Linked DNA regions of Mus musculus: region 1 is linked to region 2. Evidence: chromatin contacts called from public Hi-C data. All regions are on one chromosome and are shown on one strand. Each heading gives the region's core, a stretch centred on a gene start, on an enhancer-like site or on the middle of the called end of the contact. The rest is flanking DNA. Distances are from core to core; before and after follow the strand shown. Region 1 has its middle 49 kb from the start of Gm46548. Region 2 has its middle 4.0 kb from the start of Mir690.

Evidence for each region. Hi-C and Micro-C count contacts between places; a contact is called where the count stands out from the background.
Region 1: a Hi-C map of cerebral cortex shows a contact between it and region 2, with 2.5 times the contacts expected there. The contact joins two enhancer-like sites. A contact is called at or near these places in 2 of 39 promoter capture datasets (the HPC-7 cell line and hippocampal neurons), 3 of 484 Hi-C or Micro-C datasets (cerebral cortex and cortical neurons) and 3 of 115 datasets of contacts at active chromatin or transcription factors (PVALB interneurons, heart atrium and neural progenitor cells).

The regions. Positions count from the first base shown.
Region 1 is chr16:28,692,231-28,698,145 of GRCm38.p6, reverse strand. It overlaps a transcript of Fgf12 not described here. Among named protein-coding and RNA genes, the nearest start is that of Gm46548, 49 kb to the right of the region's middle. Within about 2 kb of position 3,720, at least 22 of the 459 cell types and tissues checked have an H3K27ac peak or open chromatin away from gene starts, as enhancers often do. A contact at or near this core is called in PVALB interneurons, cerebral cortex and hippocampal neurons, where this site is marked.
Region 2 is chr16:28,593,081-28,599,013 of GRCm38.p6, reverse strand. It overlaps a transcript of Fgf12 not described here. Among named protein-coding and RNA genes, the nearest start is that of Mir690, 4.0 kb to the left of the region's middle. Within about 2 kb of position 2,648, at least 19 of the 459 cell types and tissues checked have an H3K27ac peak or open chromatin away from gene starts, as enhancers often do. A contact at or near this core is called in PVALB interneurons, cerebral cortex and hippocampal neurons, where this site is marked.

The DNA of each region.
Region 1 (5,915 bases), core at 2,471-4,970, 98 kb before region 2:
TCAGACACACATGTATATTTATTGGGTTCATATAATTTTCAGAGCTGTTTATTTGACTGTACATAGAGCCAATTGGATTCATAGTATGACTTGTTGTTGTTTATCATTTATATTATTTAAAATTTCATCAACATGAATAAAATATTGTTGCTGCTAACGATTATCCCTAGATTACTAGTTTTCAACCCTTTGGTCTCAGGAGATTTGTGAATTTCAATATTGAAACTTCTCATGAGCTTGTGTTTATGTGAGCAGTATCTATTGATGTTTATCTAAACACAAATTAAACAAGTCCCTAATTCATTCAAATTATAATAAAAAAACCACATCTTGTTAAAATAGCTAGATATTTCAAAACAAAAATGGAGGTTTGAAGAGTAACAGTGTTTGCCATTTTTACAAGTTCCTGTTGATGTCTGGCTTAATTGAAGACAGCTGGAGCCTCATCTTTGCTTCTCTGGTCAATCTGTGACAAATACTATTTTAGTGAACATAATTTAATTTAATAAATCAAGTCACACAGATGTAAAGTCAGAAGATGGAGGAGTTGTTCAATAATTTTTTCAAATAATATTCTTAATACAGTATTAAAACTCAATAAATGACAGCTCCTTTAAGGACTGTATGATATATAGTGGGTAGTCAATGTCAAATAAATGAATGGCTTGTTACATAACTGTGGGTTACATCATATGAATCATATAGTTTTCTGCTTCCGTATCCCTGGCTTTGTATCAGAAAGTGCTGTCAGTCACCTGCCACCTACTGTTCCATCTAAATAAATGTGCTATTGTTTTTGTTTCTAATCTATCAATGCAATTACAACATTGTGCTGGTATGCTCTAAACAATGCACAGTATCTTTGACTCTTAGGAACAATTACAGTATTATTGAGGTTGACAAAAATTTCCCATGGAGTCTGCTGTGGGATGCTATACACTAGACCTTTAGAACAGTTGAAGCAATCAAATACCTTAGGAGAATCTCTGTTTCTTTCTTAGTTTCTCTGGTATAGAGCAAAGCATTGGACTGGCAGATCTTCATGGTAAATTTTAGCTCTCACAGTTTATCCTCTTACTCACGATCAGCTGCAACCCTATGTCCAAACCACCTGTTCAGTCATAAATATGAGTGACTCTCATGTTTCATAATAACATTTGTTTGTAGCATGCTTTTTGGGGTGTTGTCATCATGCTCGGATTTATGATTCAGCTTACATCTGGAGAAGTGACTGGAGAGAAGGCTTGTAAACCCTTCTCCAAATATTTGGATGACAAATGAACACCCACCCGCATTTCTAGTGGTTTGAAAATGATAGAAAAGATGATAAACCTTTTGCTGATTTCTAGAGCAAGTCCATCCAGTGAATAAAATTTCTTACAATGAGATAGGCTGCATTCAATGCAATGGAAGATGGATATGACTATCGGACTACTAATGAATAATGGAATAAACATATATTTAGTGTGTTAGGGGTGCAGCTAAACAGCACAGTCCCTCTCTGATACACAGAATGCTCCATTTGCATCCAGAATTGTCACAAGCTGTATGTATTTAAGTAACAAATTAGTAGCTAATAGTGTTTGCAGAGCTTTTTCATATTCATTTCATTGTTAGCAAGTTGAGAGATAAAGTTGGAGATTCATGTATTTCTGAAATTCTTCCTCCCTTCCCTTTCAGTAGTAACCTATATTGGCTTTGTTTAGTTGCATAGGAATTAAAGATGACTTAATACTGATAGTTCAAAATTGGTGAATGAACTCAGACTAAAAACAACAAACAAACAAACACCTGGAGTGAAAAAATCCACCATAAACTTTAATAATTAATTAATTTTTACCATAGTGTCTTCTCTATGAAAGGGCTTCTTTCATGAATAATTACATTGAATGTTCCTAGCTGGCAATTGTATCCTCATGTCCTGTCCTCAGCAATTTCAAGCCTTAGAGAAAGCAAGTGGGCACCTTTATTGATTTTAGAGTTATTGTTTTTTGGAATGAGCTAGTAATTTAATCTTTTATTTGCACTTAAGTATGGCTCAGTCTTCATTTCCTTCTCTTTTCTTCAGCTGGTGGTTTTGTTTTGTTTTGTTTTCATACTCAGTCAACATTGAACTTTTATTGACCCATCCTATTCCAGCAATGGGATGCAGCATGCATTCAGGGAACATTTGTAAGCCCCATAGGAGGAACAACAATATGAACCAACCAGTACCCCCAGAACTCCCAGAGACTAAACCACCAACCAAAAAGTACACATGGAGGGACCCATGGCTCCGGGTGTATATGTAACAGAGGAGGGCCTTGTTGGACATCAGTGGGAGGAGAGGCTCTTGGTCCCAAGAAGGCTCTCTGCCCCAGTGTAGGGGAATGCCAGGACAGGGAAGCAGGAATGGGTGGGTTGGTGAGCAGGGGGACATGGGATGGGATGGGAGGTTTTTGGAAGAGAAACCAGAAAGGGGATAACATATGAAATGTAAATAAAGAAAATATCTAATAAACAAACAAACAAACAAAACCAGGAAAGGGGATAACATTTGAAATGTAAATAAAGAAAATATCTAATAAACAGAAACAAAACAAAGCAAAAAAAAAAATCAACCCAAAGCTCAAACTTTTAACACAATAATTAGTTTGCTATACATTTTAGGCTTAATGCAGTGAAAGATATCAGTGAATGACAGGTGGCATTTCTGGATGACCCCTCTTGCTTCATTGTGCTTCTTTCAAGTTTTCTATCTATCTAATTGTCACTTAACTGCAAAAAACAAACAAACAAAAACCAAACCAAACCAAAACAACCCAACCAAATATTACTTCAGAAAGATACACCACTTAATTTTGTTCTGAAGTGTTTATCTCTTGTATAAAAATAACAATAAGGTAACAATCTCTACAGAGATGACTTTTAAATATTTTTTGTATAAGTTACAGAAGAAATGCAAGTGGAGTCTCAATGCTGTGACCTAAGGCTCAGACTCAGCGGTGATGGCTGTGTGGTTTAGAAGAAGTATAGGAATGGCTTCAACCTCTTGACATGCCAGTGGCTGTTTGAGAATTAGGAATGCTCGCACACAGTTCTCCCTGGTCTGGTTGCTACTACTCATCAAATTCAGAGTGCTAATTTATTGGCTTCTAAAACCACTTTATCTTCTCATGAGTATGTCTTTTTTTTTTTTTTAAATAATCTCATAATGGATTTACTTGGTTGTCAGAGAAAGGAATGATTTAAGGTGTATGTTTCATTTACTTCAAAATCCTAGTCATTCTTTCTTTTCCAATGTAACTTGAGAATGACATTTTTAGTTTCCACGGCCATCGACTGAGAATCAGCATTCTTGCTCATTATTGGTGAGAATCTGAGCGGCTCAGGAGACCATTCTGACCTACGGGGGCTTTCTATGCAACGCAGGGCTATTGTTACCTGCTAGTCAGTTTTACAGGATCATAAAATGCTCGAGAAAATGCAGGATAATTGCAAACCACAGAGCAGGAGGATGTTGTCGTTACAGAATCCGCCAGTCCGGATAGTGAAAGTGAGATTCTTGGAAACAAACTGCACGGCTTTCGTTTCTTCTGCCAAAAAAATGAATATTGATTGCAGCTGGAAGGGAACCATTCTGAGAGAGAAAATAACGTTTTGAATAGGAGTCAGGGCCCGCTTAATATCAGGCAGCCTGAATGTGCCTTTACATTTAATGATAATTGAGCCCCAAAGCTGCCTTTCTGGCCTGAGATCCCACTAAATCAGGAAAGCTATAAATTGCTACAAGGCTCCCCCTCAGGGAGAGGCCTGGAAAGAATGAGTGAGATTGGATGCTCACGTTTGGCTGAGGGTGCTCAACTGTCTCAGGCTGCATGAGCTGTAAAGGAGGCTAGCTCTGTGGCTCAAGGAAGGCTGGAGCATGTCACCTACAAGCCATGAGCTGATTTTCTCCTGCCCCTACTATGTGATGCTGACTCTCGTGACTCTACTATGCAATGTACTCTGCAATAGATGTTCAGGCAATGGTTTGACCTTTGACCCTCAGTACAAGTCTGTGAGATGAAGGTGAGCACCATTGTTCTAGTAGCATGCATGGAAACCCAATATTCCAAATCATGGTGTGATTTTCCTTATGTTCACAACATCTAATTATAAAGTTAGCGCTCCTTACATTTTAATGTTTAATGTCCTGCCTCCTGCCTCCTCCACCCCAGCTGCTTAAAATGTTAATAACAATGCTGCAGTTACCAATGATTTTCATATGCGTTATCTCTACTTTGGTTGCCACTTTTCCTGGCCTTTGGGTTTTTAAGGCAGGCCTGCTTGAGGCTCCTTTGGAGTCCTGGTGGTGTGTCTGAAACAATGACACTGCCTAACAACCAGAACTCTGGTCTTGCTTCCTTCCCTACTGGACATGCTTACCTCACATCTTGAAAGACAGGGAGTTGCCTCTAGGGCCGTGAGCTGGGGGAAGAATGCAGAGGACTTGGGTTTCCTGAGAACCAAAATGTATTAATGGATATGTGTACAGTATATATGTATGCATAGTATATGTGTATGTAGATATATAGTATATGAATGTTTATAGTGTATGCATACGTATATGTATAACATACATATGTATAGCTATGTATATGAATGTATTTGCATATGTATAGTATAATTGTATGTATGTATATGTATATATATATGCTTAAGTATATGATGTATATCTATCTCTCTGTGTATATATGTATGTATGTAGGTATGCATTCACAGCTGTAAATTTGATTTATTTCTCTCTAGGTGGTCACTAAACACTGGTAATATACTGGGAAAAGAAGGACTAGTGAAGAGTTTCAGTGGGAAAGAGAGTTGTCACCAGCCTGATGACCCAAGTTAGATCCCCAGAACCCATAGAGTGGAAGTGGAAAGCCAACCTTTGCAAATTGACCTCTGATCTTCCAAAGACACTTGTCCCAACCTAAAATAAATAAGCGTAAAATAATTTTAAAAAATAAAGTAAAATGAGAAACAGAGAGGCACTAGTAGAAAGAGACATAATCTTTTTAAAATTTTTTATTAGATATTCTCTTCATTTACATTTAAAATGCTATCCCCTATCCTAGTTTCCTCTCTGAAAGTTCCCTATACCCTCCTGCCACCCTGCTCCCCAACCCACCCACTCTTGCTTGCTTCCTGGCCCTGACATTCCCCTGTACTGGGGCATATAATCTTCGCAAGACCAAGGGCCTCTCCTCACTTTGATGGCTGACTAGGCCATCCTCTGCTACATATATAACTAGAGGCACAAGCTCTGGGGGGTACTGGTTAGTTCATATTGTTGTTCCACCTATAGGGCTGCAGACCCCTTCAGCTCCTTGGGTACTTTCTCTAGCTCCTTCACTGGGGACCCTGTGTTCCATCCAATAGATGACTGTGAGCATCCACTTCTGTATTTGCCAGGCACTGACATAGCCTCACAAGAGATAGCTATATCAGGGTCCTGTCAGCAAAATCTTGCTAGTGTATGCAATGGTGTCTGGGTTTGGTGGTTGTTTATGGGATGGATCCCTAGGTGGGGCAGAAGAGACATGATCTTGATCTAGCGTAAGAATGAAACGGGGACAGAGGGAAGCAGCAGTTAAAGGTGGAATTAGTGAAGGTTATATTAATTAGAGTCCTTGCTTCCAGCCTTGAATCTGCAGAAAGGGGGCGGGGCAGAGACTGGGGCATCAGCAAAAGAGTCTGAATGAAACACATGCTCCAGTTTTCGGGGATGCAGGCAAGTTTATCCCAGACAGTAAGGGGCGGTAGAGGCTTATGGTGGTGGAAACAGAAGTACTAGAGACTTCCCTCTAACCCTGGACGACACTCAGTAACGTCCAGAGGAAGGATGGTGGCAGTAGGATAGTGAATAAGGTGACTGCTATAGCTGTTGACGTGCTGGA
Region 2 (5,933 bases), core at 1,399-3,898:
AATGGAGATTGCTGATAATTTACACTTTCTGCTTTCATTGACAAGAAGTGACCCATTTCCCAATGGAAGGAGAGCTACCAAAATAACTTGTGAGTTCAGGTTTAGGGACTTGTCCATACTATAGAAGTAGGGCAGACCTGGTGGAGTTGTGTAAAAGCACCCTGTGCTTCAATCTCTGTGTCTTAGGGACGTAAGGGCACGCCACTCATCACATTTAGGTTTACAGACCTGTTAGTGGTTATTGTGCAGTGTACAGTGGATATTTGTTTTATTTATTTATTTGATTTGATTTATTCATGTCCAATGCAAGCACAATGGACAGGCTAACTTTTGTACCCCTTTGGGGGTTTGATATTATATAGTATGATAGGAAGATGGAATTGTTTACTTTATAAGGGTCATCAAAGTACAAGGGTCCCATGTGTCTGACTAGTCTATGTAATCACCATTAATGTTAAGATGGTGAAATGGCTCCAAGGCCACACTCAACAGGACCAGCCAGCCCCCTCCCCTCCCTGTGATCTTCCATTAGCAATGTCTAGATATAGCCCTTATTTCAGGGACACATCAGTGTAGAGACTGGGAGAAGAAGGAAGAGGTCCACTTTGTCATTGTTCTTTTGTACTCTAGTCTAATACGATGAAGTAGCCTAAGGAGATATGAGAGGGGAGAGCCTGGTATGCTGGCAAACAGCTACTGCTGACACATGGGCTTTGTTTAAATTCTGAATGGCCTTGTGCCCTGATTATCTTGTGTATCTTTGCATTTCACAGATCTTGTCCCATTCATTTGCTGTACATCCAATCTGGGTGTTTGGTAGATGACCAAAAGGTAGAGCCTTTTTCTAATGAATATTACAAAAATTAATAATTATGAGCCAGGGTCCTTCAGATAAGCAGAACCAGGAGGAAATTTATCTGGATTATAAGAAACTGGATTATGTGGCTATGGAGTGTGGTTATCAGCAAATGTGCACAGTTCCTGCCTGTTTTACTGGGCTGCAGGTCCAGGAAAAGCTCACGTTTCTCAGAGAAGCCTGTATGGGGCCATTTATTTTATTGTGACTTTTATCTGATAGGCAGAGGTCCACTCCTCTGATAACAGGCAACCTGTTCTACCAATTCAAGTGATTTCAAGATTGCTCACATCCAAAAGATCACCGACATCAACAACCCAGAGAATGAATACTTCATGGCCAGTCACATAATGAAAAAGAAACCATTTTGGATACGTTGTCTGTGGGTTTTGTTTTTGTTATCAATTACTGGAGAAGGTATAACCCCTCCCCCAAGGTTCTGTCCAAGGTCAGTTCACATATGCGTTCCATCTGGGCACCTGAGATCTTACCTGCTGAAAAAGGAGCACCTTCAAAGGTGTTCTTCTTAGGTCTGAGCATCACACTTAGAGTAAGGCTCAGGAGCACAGGCCTTCATTCCTCACTTCAGACCCTAGCTGGCCCAGTATCAAGCTGGCCCTGGTCCTTCAATATTAATCCTTATCCCAAGAGCTGTAGCATGATTCCATCTTTCACTTTTGCCACTTTGCAACCTTCACATCTCAGGTTCCACGTACTTTAAAGAATTTGTTTTAACGGCTCTTTGTTTCCTCGTTAACCACTTCCATGCTCATCATTAAACAATAGAGGCACATACAAGCAACTTGATTATGGGTCTTTCACTGTGCATGTCCCTCTCAAAGCAACAGTCTGTAAGGTGGACCAAAGGAAGAGGACTCTGGGGACACAGACCAAGAATCATTTAGAGAAAGCTGTCAGTGTATGGTCTGGGAGAATGGAAGAAGAGAAGCTCAATTTTTGTTAATTAGGTGTCTTGTTCTGTTTTGTTTTGGAGACAGGATCTCTGTAGTACTGGCTGTCCTCAAACTCACTATGTAGATCAGGCTGGCCTGGAATTCATAGACATCCACTTGCTTCTGCCACCCAAGTGCTGGGATTAAAGGAGTGTGCCACTGTGCCCAGACTAACACCTTTTAAAGAAGAATTTAAAACAACGGAGAAGGGAATAGGAGCTGTGTCAGTGATTGACTCCATCGTCTACCTGACTCTCCATTAGCACTGAGTGTTCATGAGGGACTCTAGATTCCTACCCCATCTATTTGATAATTTGCTCCTAAAACTTTCTGCCACTCAACTAGACACATTGAGTAGCTTGTGAGTGTCGAGAGCTGTTAGAACCATATACTATAACCATAATGTTAATGATGCTGGGTCCACTGTATTCAGAACTTTCCTGGGAGGGGAAGGGGCTCCTGAGGCCCTGAGACCATTTCTTGGGAGGTGTGGTCATTATGAAATCTGGAAAGATTGGATGCCCAGATTGGTATTAAGGCAGTGGTCAGAAAGTGAGTGTCATACAGAGAGGGGCAGGAGCTACATCAGTTTAAAGGCTGATGCCTGGGAAAGAGGGGAGATCTAACAGACCTTGAACATGATAGAGTCTCTTAATGAGGCCAAATACCTCAATACATTTCCCACCTTCTTATAAGATAATATCAAACTTTGGCTGGCTCTGTTGGGTAAGGAAGTCGGACCCCGGCTGAGCAGGCCCTTTGGGGCGGACCGAGCACCTTGGGACCGTTAAGGAAGTGTTCTGCTCTCCACCGCCCTGGCAGGCGGCCCGGAGCTGCGTGAGTCAGTTTTGCGCTGAATCTCAGCATAATGGAGGAAGGGTGCTATTTTGGGATAACAGGCATATGATCAGCTCTTTTTTGAGCAGATTTCACAGGCCATGATGTTTGCAGAAAGAGTGACTTTCCAGAATACTTCAGTCTCTGCTGCTTGAGCACAGAAAGAAACAGTTTCATGGAGTGGTTGGCTCTCCCGGAGAAAGGTTTTTCACGTTTGATATCTAAAGCCCCGTTAACCATGTTAACAATGGCAGTGGCTACAGAGCCGTTTAACGGAAGATGCTTGTGTGTAGCTAATAAGCTGCATGCTATTATTTTAATCCAATGGTTGAAGTAAAAATGGAAGGTGTGGAGACACCATGAAACATCTGAAGGATGGTATCTCGGGAGCCCTGAATGAGTAGATCTCCCTGCCTTTCCTTTCCCCACCTCGCACACCCATAGAGCCATTATTTGATTTGTTTGTGTTCCTCGGCTGAGTTCCAAGGGAAGAGTCAGGTTTGGATTGGTTATTAAGAAGGGAGCTGCTAAGACTGAGTGCCAGTTTTCTTTCTTTTCCACATGCAATGTTATGATTATCTGCACTGCCCAGATTATAGAAATGGTCAAACTACAAGCATTATACAAAAGGTGTCATAAAGGTCATGTTTTCCAGGATGCTAAAGTTGGGGAATCTGCTTCCCACTAGATGTGCTATGGACAGTATGGTGCTATGAATACACAGGTCTCAACCTTGTTTCCAGATACTCACACGGTGGAATGTTTTCTACTTCATGGTGTAGCCGAATGTTTGGACAAACTGTTTATACTTACTTAGGCCAAGAGACCAGAGGTCACTATTAGAGCTAACTTGATACATCGTGAACTGTGTTAGCTTCCTTCTTGCCTCTTATCCTTTTTCCCATGTTTCTTTGTTTCTGGAAATTTCATCAATTAATACTTATCTGTAACTGAAGGCTCTTTGATAAGTGCGAGATGCAGATGTGTCCTAAATGCTTGCTCAGTGTACCCTGTTGTATGCAGATGACTAACTACACAGACATGGCTTTCATTAAACTGCTCCAAGGATACTTGCATTTCCAAGAGCAACTCAAATCTGACGTGTAAATCTGCAGCAGCTATGATGTCCCCTACTGTAAACAAGGGACATTGGTGTTCCTCATTCTGTGCCTGTTTGTCCTTCCAAGCTTGAGCCTGCAAATCACATTGTCACTGTCCTTTTTTTCTTCTTTTGAGGTCATTTATGTATAGAAATATATGCAGTAGCCTCTAGACCCAGGGCCTCTGCAAAATGGCCACTGGTACAACCCAGGTAGAGTCCTTGCTTTTCCCTTAAACATTTTCTTAAAACCTCTTCTTACATCTTATATCTTGTCCCTCTCCAATCATTGTTTATTCACAGTGTTCTAAATTACAGATATAAGTTAGCACGCTTTCCAAAGTAAAGCCCCAACTCACTTCTAAGCGTATTCATTTCTCCGTGGTGTTTATATCTTGGAGTCAGGCAGACCTGAGCTCAAATCTTCATTCCGCCCCTTTCTCTTCACGTGACCTTGGGTAACTAACTTCTGCATCTTAAAAGGTAAGAATGACAAGTGTGACGTGTAGTAAATTGACCTCAGTTTCTCAATACCTGACTTTTTCCATTGATTGTGGACAAGATCCTTCCTTGATCCTTGCTTAGTGCCCTTTAGTGGCATTCTTTATTCTGAGATACCCATCTCTTCTCTGTTTCCCACGGGAGCATCTTTAAACACAGTCACTTTTCTGCATCTACCATTTTCTCTTGTCTGGCTCTAATAATACTTATTCTTGCATTGAGGACTCACAGTTCTGTGGAGGGACTCCTTATGCCTTCCTGCCCTTTCCTTAGACCTTGAACACTAGATCAAGGCTCTGACTATCTGACTGAGATGGGGTTCCCTGAGAGGATCTTTCTTGGCCATCATTGCATCCCTACAATCTAGGGCAATGTCTGACACAAGGCAAGTGTTTAATGCAACCGACAAGAGAGCTCAGACAATGTGACAGCCAACAGTCATCACCAGGCGATAGGGACCTCACTTCACTGAAACAGCTCCATTTGCCATTCCCTTTTGCTCCAGTGCCCTTTTGATTTTATGACAGCTGGCTTGTCTAACTGCCTAATTTTATATGTGAGATCAACCCTAAGGGAAAACCACACATGGATACAGCAGGAAGGTATCAGACTGGAGTCCAAATCAGAACTTACTATATGAGACAGCTAAAGAAGAGGATGGGCTGCAGGGTGGTACTGTACATATCTGCAAACTTCCCATAGGCAGGAGGGAGGAAGGTCATGGGAATGTTGCCAGCGTCATATGGCAGGCCCTGAAAGATTATATCCAATGTCCGTATACTAGTTCTAGGCTCTCATAAATGTGGTATTCTTGGGAAAGGATCTTTGATGATGTCCCTCCCCAGGTAAGACCATTCCTGCAGATTTGGGTAGATGCTAAATCAAATTAAGAACTCTCTTGAAGAGGCACATGGAAGGCTTATCTGTGAAGACGGAGGCAAAGAGCCTACTGGTACATATTAGTAAAGTGTCAACACCCCTTTCTCCAAGGCTGTGTCCCCAACAAACACCTGGAGAACACAGCCACGTGGACACCTCGATTTTGAGCAGGCTGCTTCAGAACATTGCCTGTGAGGCCGAAGGTTTGCATACCTTTTAGCTATAGGCATGCAGCAATGCAAATGTCATTCTGAGGTTGAATTAGGTTTCTTCTGAGCATATTCCTTTTATTTATTTATTTATTTATTTATTTATTTTCAATCTTTCTGTAATAGATGATGTGACGTGTGTGTGTGTGTGCGTGTGTGTGTGTGTGTGTGTGCGCGCGCGCCCATGCAGTTTTGCCTTTCCTTGGGCCTCCCCTTTCCTGGGGTTCCTATCCCACAGAAGGCTCTAACACTGCAGGACTCACAAGCGTGACCTAGAGGCGAGGAAGAAGTGTTTGCTGGACGTGGAAGTGCTTTGCGGAAGTATGGTCATCTTGCTGACTAATAAGCACGAACTTCCCGGAAAATACGGGGAATTTGTGGGTGTGTTCCTGCGAAGCCATAGGCTCGCCTCTGCCTCGTTTAGCTGTGCTTTGCTGCCATCGTGTGGTCGCTCTGGTACTTGTCAGCGTTCCGAGTTTTGTAGCTCAATGCTTTATAAACTTTTAAAGATTTATAAACAGGAATTTTCTTAACAGAAAAAACACACTGCGACTATAACCCATGTTTCATATCCAGCGGGGCTGGACATTTGCAGCTGA